Linked DNA regions of Mus musculus: region 1 is linked to region 2. Evidence: chromatin contacts called from public HiChIP or PLAC-seq data. All regions are on one chromosome and are shown on one strand. Each heading gives the region's core, a stretch centred on a gene start, on an enhancer-like site or on the middle of the called end of the contact. The rest is flanking DNA. Distances are from core to core; before and after follow the strand shown. Region 1 overlaps Oxr1 (oxidation resistance 1). Region 2 overlaps Oxr1 (oxidation resistance 1).

Region 1 (3,821 bases), core at 937-3,436, 130 kb after region 2:
AAGATCCCAATCCAAGGAGACTAGTAAATAGGAAACCGTGTAAAAGAGAGTGTGGATCAAGACTTTATGCTTGGAAAAACCACTCTAAATGTTTCCGCTTCCTGATTTGTAGCTTTTGAACATGTTTGTTTGTTTGTTTGGTCCTTGAACCAGGACCTCACATATTCTAAGCAAGAACTTTACCCCTGAGATATATCCCTGACCTCTACTTTATAATGTCACCTTGCTTTATGTCATTTTAAAAGTGTAAGTTTTGGCATAGCTCAATAGAGATATTTACAAACTCTTCGATTTATTTAATTCACTAAGCTGCTTATTGAATACCCCATAGTCCCAGGCATGCCTACAGGTACGTGAGGGCCATCGATTAACAAAACATGCAGCCTCCTGCCCTTGAGAGACTTAAACTTCATAACAAGTAACAATTTTTCGGGTATGTCAAAAGAACATTACAAAATGTAAAGATAAAACATTCGAACAGAGCTAAAGACAGGGTGTTTACACTGAATGTTTAAATAAGAAGAACAAAAGGGGGCTTGGGAACTTTCAAGTAATGGATTTCAGAGGAATATCAGGGGTTTTTGTTTGTTCTTTGTTTCCCCTTGGGGTTTCTATTCACTAGAACAAATGGTTCTTTTCCTTTATCAAATCAGTGTGTGAAGAACTAACACACATTACGGATACTTACGGAATACTTCTCTCCTCGCCTCTTTCTCTGGCTTTTATGACACAGTTATCTCCCTCTGTATCCTAGAATGGCTTGCAACTCACTGTATAGCCCAGGCTGGCCTCACACTCATAGTCAGTCCTTTTTCCTAAGCTTTTAGAGTGCTATGATCTCAGGCTTGAGCCAAACATACCTAGCTTCCGAATACATGTTTAAAGCAAAGAAATGAAGCGCTAGGACTTGAGTTGTGTATCCCCTGAAACTCGTGTAACCCTAACCTCCAAGGTTCTTTGTTAAAAGCCAGAGCCTTTGGGACTGAATTAGGTCAAGAGGACAAAGCACTCATGATGGGGCTCACACTCTTCTTAGAGGCACAAGAGAGATGCCCCATCCTTCCTACCACGTGAGATTAGAACAGCACGTGGATGCCTAGGGAAAAGCAGATCTAGAGATTCTTACTGCACACAGATCCTTACTGCGCACAGAGACTAAACCTGCACCTCCATCCTTGGAGACATTAGAAGGAAATCTCTTTCTCTTCTACCTTCCTTCCTTCCTTCCTTCCTTCCTTCCTTCCTTCCTTCCTTCCTTCCTTCCTTTTTTTAAATAATTTGCCCAGTTTGTGGTATTTGGTTTTTCCAACCTGAAAAGACAGGAAAACAATCTAACATCAATGGTTCAACCTTAAGGAATATGTTTTTATACTTTTCAGCTGTATTATAAAACTTTATTGTTTATAAAAAATGAGCTGGTATATTTGCTTTCATTCCCCATCTGCAGTGGCTTTCCCTCTGATTCCCTAGTTTGCATGGTCCACAAGGTCCCTCCTGACTGGATCTCTATTCCGCATTCTGTGTCACCATCAGGTTCTCCTCACTGTCCACACCGCAACCACGTCAGGCTAATCCCTTTTCCTCTGTGCTAAGCTCTCTTTCTCACCTCCAAGTCTGCAGAGACACTCCCAGGCTCCCTCCAGCTGCCCTCTAAAGACCATCTTAATCTTTCTGGTTGGGTGCCTTCCCAGGTCACACTAACTGTAAATCAGTGACTCCACCGTCACTTTTCCCACAGCATCCTGTGACATTCTTCCTCATGGCATTGGCTTCTCCTTTGGTCTTGTTTGTTTCCTTCTCTGGGAGCTCCCTGGGGACACCAACCATTGCTTGTCACAGTAACTCTAATAATTCACTGCACAGTTTATGACCTCTGTTATGTTTTAACTGACTAACCCACAAGTTGATTCTCTGTCCAGACTAAACTCAGCCATACAGTATGTTCTAAATCCTGTGTCTTCTATTGCATGCGTGCTTCCAGCTATTAAAATCTCTCTTACAGTTTCCCTTCATCATACTCTAGGATGACTAAAACATTACATTCATCTTGCTCGCTCGCTCTCTCTCTCTCTCTCTCTCTCCCTCTCTCTCTCTCTCTCAGTTTTTTTCCACTCAAGATGACAACTTAGTGGCCTTAGTCATGCCTCTTCTGCTGAGATACCTCCTACAGGCACACTGTTGGTCACTTGAGTCTCCTCCTGCCAGATTCTTCTTGGCTTTGTCACAGTTCTGTCAGTACACAGATGACAGATAGCTTCTTTTATCTTCCCTTTGGCCTCTGCAGAATTGTTCTAGTCTAGGTCAGTACTGCTGGCTGATAGCTTCCAGGTCCTGCTAAGGCTCTTCTGTCTTCATGCAATACAAACAGACCTGCTCTGTTCAGTGAGATTTGATGCCTTCATTCAGAATTGCTTGTTGCTTCACCTTCTTTTGCTAAGTGTGCATGCTTTATAATGGGAGAAAGTGTTCGCAGATATCTTCACACATCTGGAGAATCAAGATTTTGTTGTCAGAAAAACTAGCAGTGACAGCACAGGGTCCCCAATGAAGGAGCTAGAAAAAGGACCCAAGGAGCTGAAGGTGTTTGCAGCCCCACTGGAGGAACAACAATATGAAGTAACCAATATCCCCAGAGCTCCCTGGGACTAAACCACCAATCAAAGAAAACATAAGGTGGGACTCATGACTCTAGCTGTGTATGTAGCAAAGGATGGCTTTTTCAGTCATCATTGGGAGGAGAGGCCCTTGGTCCTGTGTAGGTTCTATGCCCCAGTATAGGGGAATGCCAGGACCAGGAATGGGAGTGGGTGGGTTGGAGAGCAGGGAGAGGGGGGAAAGGATAGGGGATTTTAGGAGGAGAAACTAGGAAAGGGGATAACATTTGAAATGTAAATAAAGAAAATATCTAATAAAAGACAAAGAAAAAAAGAATAACTAGCAGTAAGCATCATTCGCTCAAACACAGATGTTATGAATATGAACCTCATGTGTCAAATGAAAATGAAAGAAACAAGAAAGAAATAGAAATACTGATAATTCCTTACTTTTAAGCACCCCATAGAGATAATACTGGCAGATTGGTGGGGAGAAATAATAGCCGGTATTTTAATTTTATTTTTCTTTTTTATTTCCATTTTTTGAAGTGTTAGAGACCAATCCCATGGCTTTGTACAGGCAAGGAAAGTGTCTCGCCACTGTGCTGTACGTCCAGCCCTTAATGGCTAATACCCAAAGACTTCTCAGCACTTCGACAGTCAAACCTTCCATCCCCTGTGCTTCAGTTGTTTCTCATGAGCTCTTGAAGCATTTTGTAGGTAAGGTTTGAAAGGCTTAGAAAATGTCAATGCTCTGCCCGGGCTAGGATTCCATAGAAATTACAGGACAAAGGCAGCAAGCCAAGGCAGAAGCTAGTCATTTTCACTATGCCTCCCCATTTGTTAGCTATACTTTCTGTGCCCTTCCAGAACCTTATCTCTGTTTAATGTTGGGACTTGTCCATAGACAAGAGGCTATCAGACAGAGAATTCCTTCATCCACTAGCAAAACTCTCAATTAACCTACAAGTGCAAAAATGATTCCTCTGGGTCTTGGTTTTAACTACTTGGCGTACTGTCAAGGAAAGAATGAACAGTAAACTTTATTTAAAAAGTTCAAATCATATATAAAAATATTCAGACAAAATATAAATACAGTTAATACCAAAGAAAAAGATTAATATAAATGAGTGTGCTAATGACTCCCAAATGTGTTGGCTTTGTGTCTTTATCTGTTTTATAATATCCTAATTTGGGGGATACTTTATGAAAACAACCAGCTGTGTA
Region 2 (3,629 bases), core at 361-2,860:
AAAGGTTTAGAAATTAAAATCAAAATGAACACATGTAATACAGGTCATACATATAAGATATTGGAAACCATAAACTTGGTGCAAACATATACCCTCAATATTAATGCTCATCCTATCTAGCATGAGTATGTATTTAAAGGTTACTTAAAAAAAACAACAACTAGGACCCAGAGATTGGAGTAAAAATATAGTAATCTAGTTTCCTAAAATTTCATAATCACTTTGCATCTGAGTCCAACAGCAGATATCAAGCTTGACTAAGGAAGAAGAAGCCAGGGTCTGGCCATTTCACTATGGCTCACATTCTCGCCTTTTCTCTTTACCATGTGATCATTCTTCAAACAACATGTGCACACATTTGTGACGGTATAAAGAATTTGTTAACAGTGACTCTACTGCTAATGTGGAGTCTCAGCATTCTACTCCTCCACCTCTGCCCTCCCACAGGGGAAGAGGATGCCTAGCCAGAATGTTATACCCATCAATAGTTCATGGGCTCTACTAACAGACTTAGAACTCAGCAAGAAATCTAACACACATAACAAATGACTACTTTGTTTGAATTTCATATTTAGAATAATTTAATGTATATACACAGACTGCATATGTATATTGTGTATCTCTCTCTCTCTATCTATCTATTTATCTATCTATCTATCTATCTATCTATCTATCTATCTAACAAATGTTCCTCATTGCTTGGACAAATATCTGACAGATGCAACTGAAGAGGAAAGGAATATTTTCTGGCTTATGGTTTTAGGGAATTTTAGTTCATCCTAGCTAAGGAAGAAGTGTAGGAGTGGCTCAGTCTGTAGTGGCAGATTATGCAGTGGCAGCTTCTCACATGGCATAAATCAGCAGAGCGCTAGACTAGTGGTCTGCAGCCTGATAGCCCCATGTTACAAAGCCTCCACGGTGTCTCCAATCAGAGCACACATGCAGAGACCAAGTGTTCAAATACAAGCACTTATGAGACAATTCACACTAAGACATAAAAATGTGTGTGTGCGTGTGTGTGTGTGCGTGTGTGTGCGTGTGTGTGCGCGTGCGTGCGTGCGTGCGTGCGTGCGTGTGTGCGTGTGTGTGTGCGTGTGTGTGTGTTACCTCTCCCAATTCCAAAGGTTGTGCCTAAGTTTTTAAGCAGTCTGCTTCTGGATTTATCATTTTTTCTAAGAAATATTACTATGAAATTCTCCTAGAACTTTTTTATGTCTGCTGTTATTTCTATAATATATTTAAAGCTTATGGGTTTATATATAATATATTTAAAGCTTCAATATAAACATTTTTCAGTAATCTCTATAATAACTTGTTTCTTTGAATAGATGGCCATAGAAATTATGTCCCTGTAAAGTTAAAAGTAAGAATAGAAGGATTTTTGTAGCCTTTTTATGTTTATGCGTGTGGATGGAATTTTTTTTGCTTTTATTTGCATAATGAGCTGGTGTCTTTTGTTCTCTGTAAGCGGTTTTTTCCTGAAGCTGTAATCTCTTGCAGAATGAATAGGGTTTTTTTTTTTAAAAACATCAAAGGACATTTGCAAAGTGTTGAAGGAATTTTATATGTTATGTAAACCAATGGGCTAGTCTTGTTTGCTTAATCTTAGGAAGGAAATAATGGGGTGAAAGTCACTGGCATTTAAAAAATACAGTCGCACCTAGCACAGATGGGAATGTGTGTCATGTTTGCCTTCTTTGGTGTAAACTTTGTTCATTCCATATCTAGTTCTTTCAGCACTAAAAATGGGAGCATTTAGCATTGTTTTCAACTGCCTTACTTTCTAAGAGCTGCTTTAGGAAGAAGGGTGTATTGATCTCTTTGTAACACTGAGAACAACACTTCCCTTCCCTTTCTCCACTTCTGAGTGTCTGCCATTTGTAAAATGTTTCTCCACCTCTACAGAAAAAAAAAAGTTGTTACCTATTTTATAGAGTCAGAAGTCTGAGAAGTAGGGCAGAGGCAGAGCTCAGAATATCTTAGAGTTGATATTGCCGCCTCTATCATAGAGAAAATGAAGTCTTGTGAATAACATAGTCAACTACCAAGTGCTTTCAAAGCATACTCAAAGGGAAGTGGCTTTAACATCATTATGTTTTCTCCCTGTAAGTCAGAAAGGACAAATTAATTTTAGGGTATTTTCAAAGTATCAGCAATGCACTATAGTAATGAATACAATCAAAATATATTGTATAAAATCCTCACAGTATAAATAAAAACATTATTTTTAAAAAGTGTTCAACACCCTTTAGCCATCGGGGAAATGCAGATGAAAACTGTGGTAGATTCAACATCACCCCAATTAAAATGGCTACCATCAAGACTATAAATGACATTAAAATATGTTGGTGATATAGAGAAAAGGGAATCCTCACATGTTATTGGGGGAAATAGAAATAGTGCAACCACTGTGGAAAGCAGTCTGGGAACTTCTCAAAAATCTAGAAATAGATATACCATATGACCTAGATATAACACTCCTGGGATATACATATGACTTTATCCAACCAACTACGAGTTGTGTGCCCAGCCATGTTCACTAATGCTAGGAAAATGGCTCAGATGATGTGTACTGTGAGTTAACTGAGAAATGAATTAGGAAATTATGATATACATACAATGGAATTTTTTCAGCCCTAAAAAGGCACTGACCTTATGAAGTAGCAAAAAAATTTTGGAGATGGAAAATACTATATTGAGTGAGTTAACACAGGCCCAGAGAGGCAAACACTGCATTCTTTCTTGACTGTGTATCACAGCTACTAGTGATACGGAATGAATTTAGAAACGTGGAAATTAAAAAAGGGGCCATGGAAGGGGAGGAAAGGCCTTCGAATAGTCTCTTAATGATACCAAAATAAATATATACCAATGCCTCTTCTCATTGTGATCTTTTCCCAAATGTCATTGTATAGTGCATATACAAAAGTTAAATTTCTCACTCACCATTGCTAATAAAAAGTTCTCAAACAACATGAACAAAAAGTTCTTTTCAATATTTAACATAAACCTTACCATCCCTTGCCAAAATCTACATATGTACATATGATGTGTGTACAGATATACAGAAGCCACTGGTATATCAGTAAGTGTGTGTGTGTGTGTGTGTGTGTGTGTGTGTGTGTGTGTGTGTTGTGTGTGTGTGTGTGTGTGCTTTAAAGTCACGTAATTAAACCTAGATTCTAAACATAGGTATGCTACTTTGAAGTATGACCTCATAGGAGGTTCCTAATAAAGCTGTTGAATAAGTTGGAAACACATTCAATGTTCATGCCATTTAATATATACCTATAATGAAGCCTCCACCGTGAATAAAATCTCCAAGAACTTGCTAACTTTCAACCCCTTAAGCTCTGTTGGGATGAAAGTGCAGGATAAAGGAAGCTTTACAGCAGTTGATCATCCCCGAAGGCGTGGGCACAATTTTGCTTAATTGATTCCCATTTTATGTTCAGGAAAATGTAGGTAGATGTGGTATTTGTCCTAGAGGGGATTAGTCGTGTGACTTCATTAATAATGTTTAAAGTAGACAATGATTTTAGAAACTCCAGTGTGTTATCTAGATATTATAGTTTTGCAATTAGCTTGTTCTTACACCTGTAGGTCACCAAAAACCTATGGTAGAACAG

Evidence for each region. HiChIP or PLAC-seq counts read pairs in DNA pulled down with a chosen protein or histone mark.
Region 1: an HNF4G HiChIP or PLAC-seq map of pancreatic cancer cells shows a contact between it and region 2. The contact joins two enhancer-like sites. A contact is called at or near these places in 1 of 484 Hi-C or Micro-C datasets (the HL-1 cell line) and 1 of 115 datasets of contacts at active chromatin or transcription factors (pancreatic cancer cells).

The regions. Positions count from the first base shown.
Region 1 is chr15:41,725,560-41,729,380 of GRCm38.p6, forward strand. The region is part of intron 3 of Oxr1 (oxidation resistance 1); the gene reads left to right. Among named protein-coding and RNA genes, the nearest start is that of Abra, 140 kb to the right of the region's middle. Within about 2 kb of position 2,187, at least 62 of the 459 cell types and tissues checked have an H3K27ac peak or open chromatin away from gene starts, as enhancers often do. A contact at or near this core is called in pancreatic cancer cells, where this site is marked.
Region 2 is chr15:41,596,166-41,599,794 of GRCm38.p6, forward strand. All of the region lies in intron 2 of Oxr1 (oxidation resistance 1), which reads left to right. Among named protein-coding and RNA genes, the nearest start is that of Oxr1, 150 kb to the left of the region's middle. Within about 2 kb of position 1,611, at least 5 of the 459 cell types and tissues checked have an H3K27ac peak or open chromatin away from gene starts, as enhancers often do. A contact at or near this core is called in pancreatic cancer cells, where this site is marked.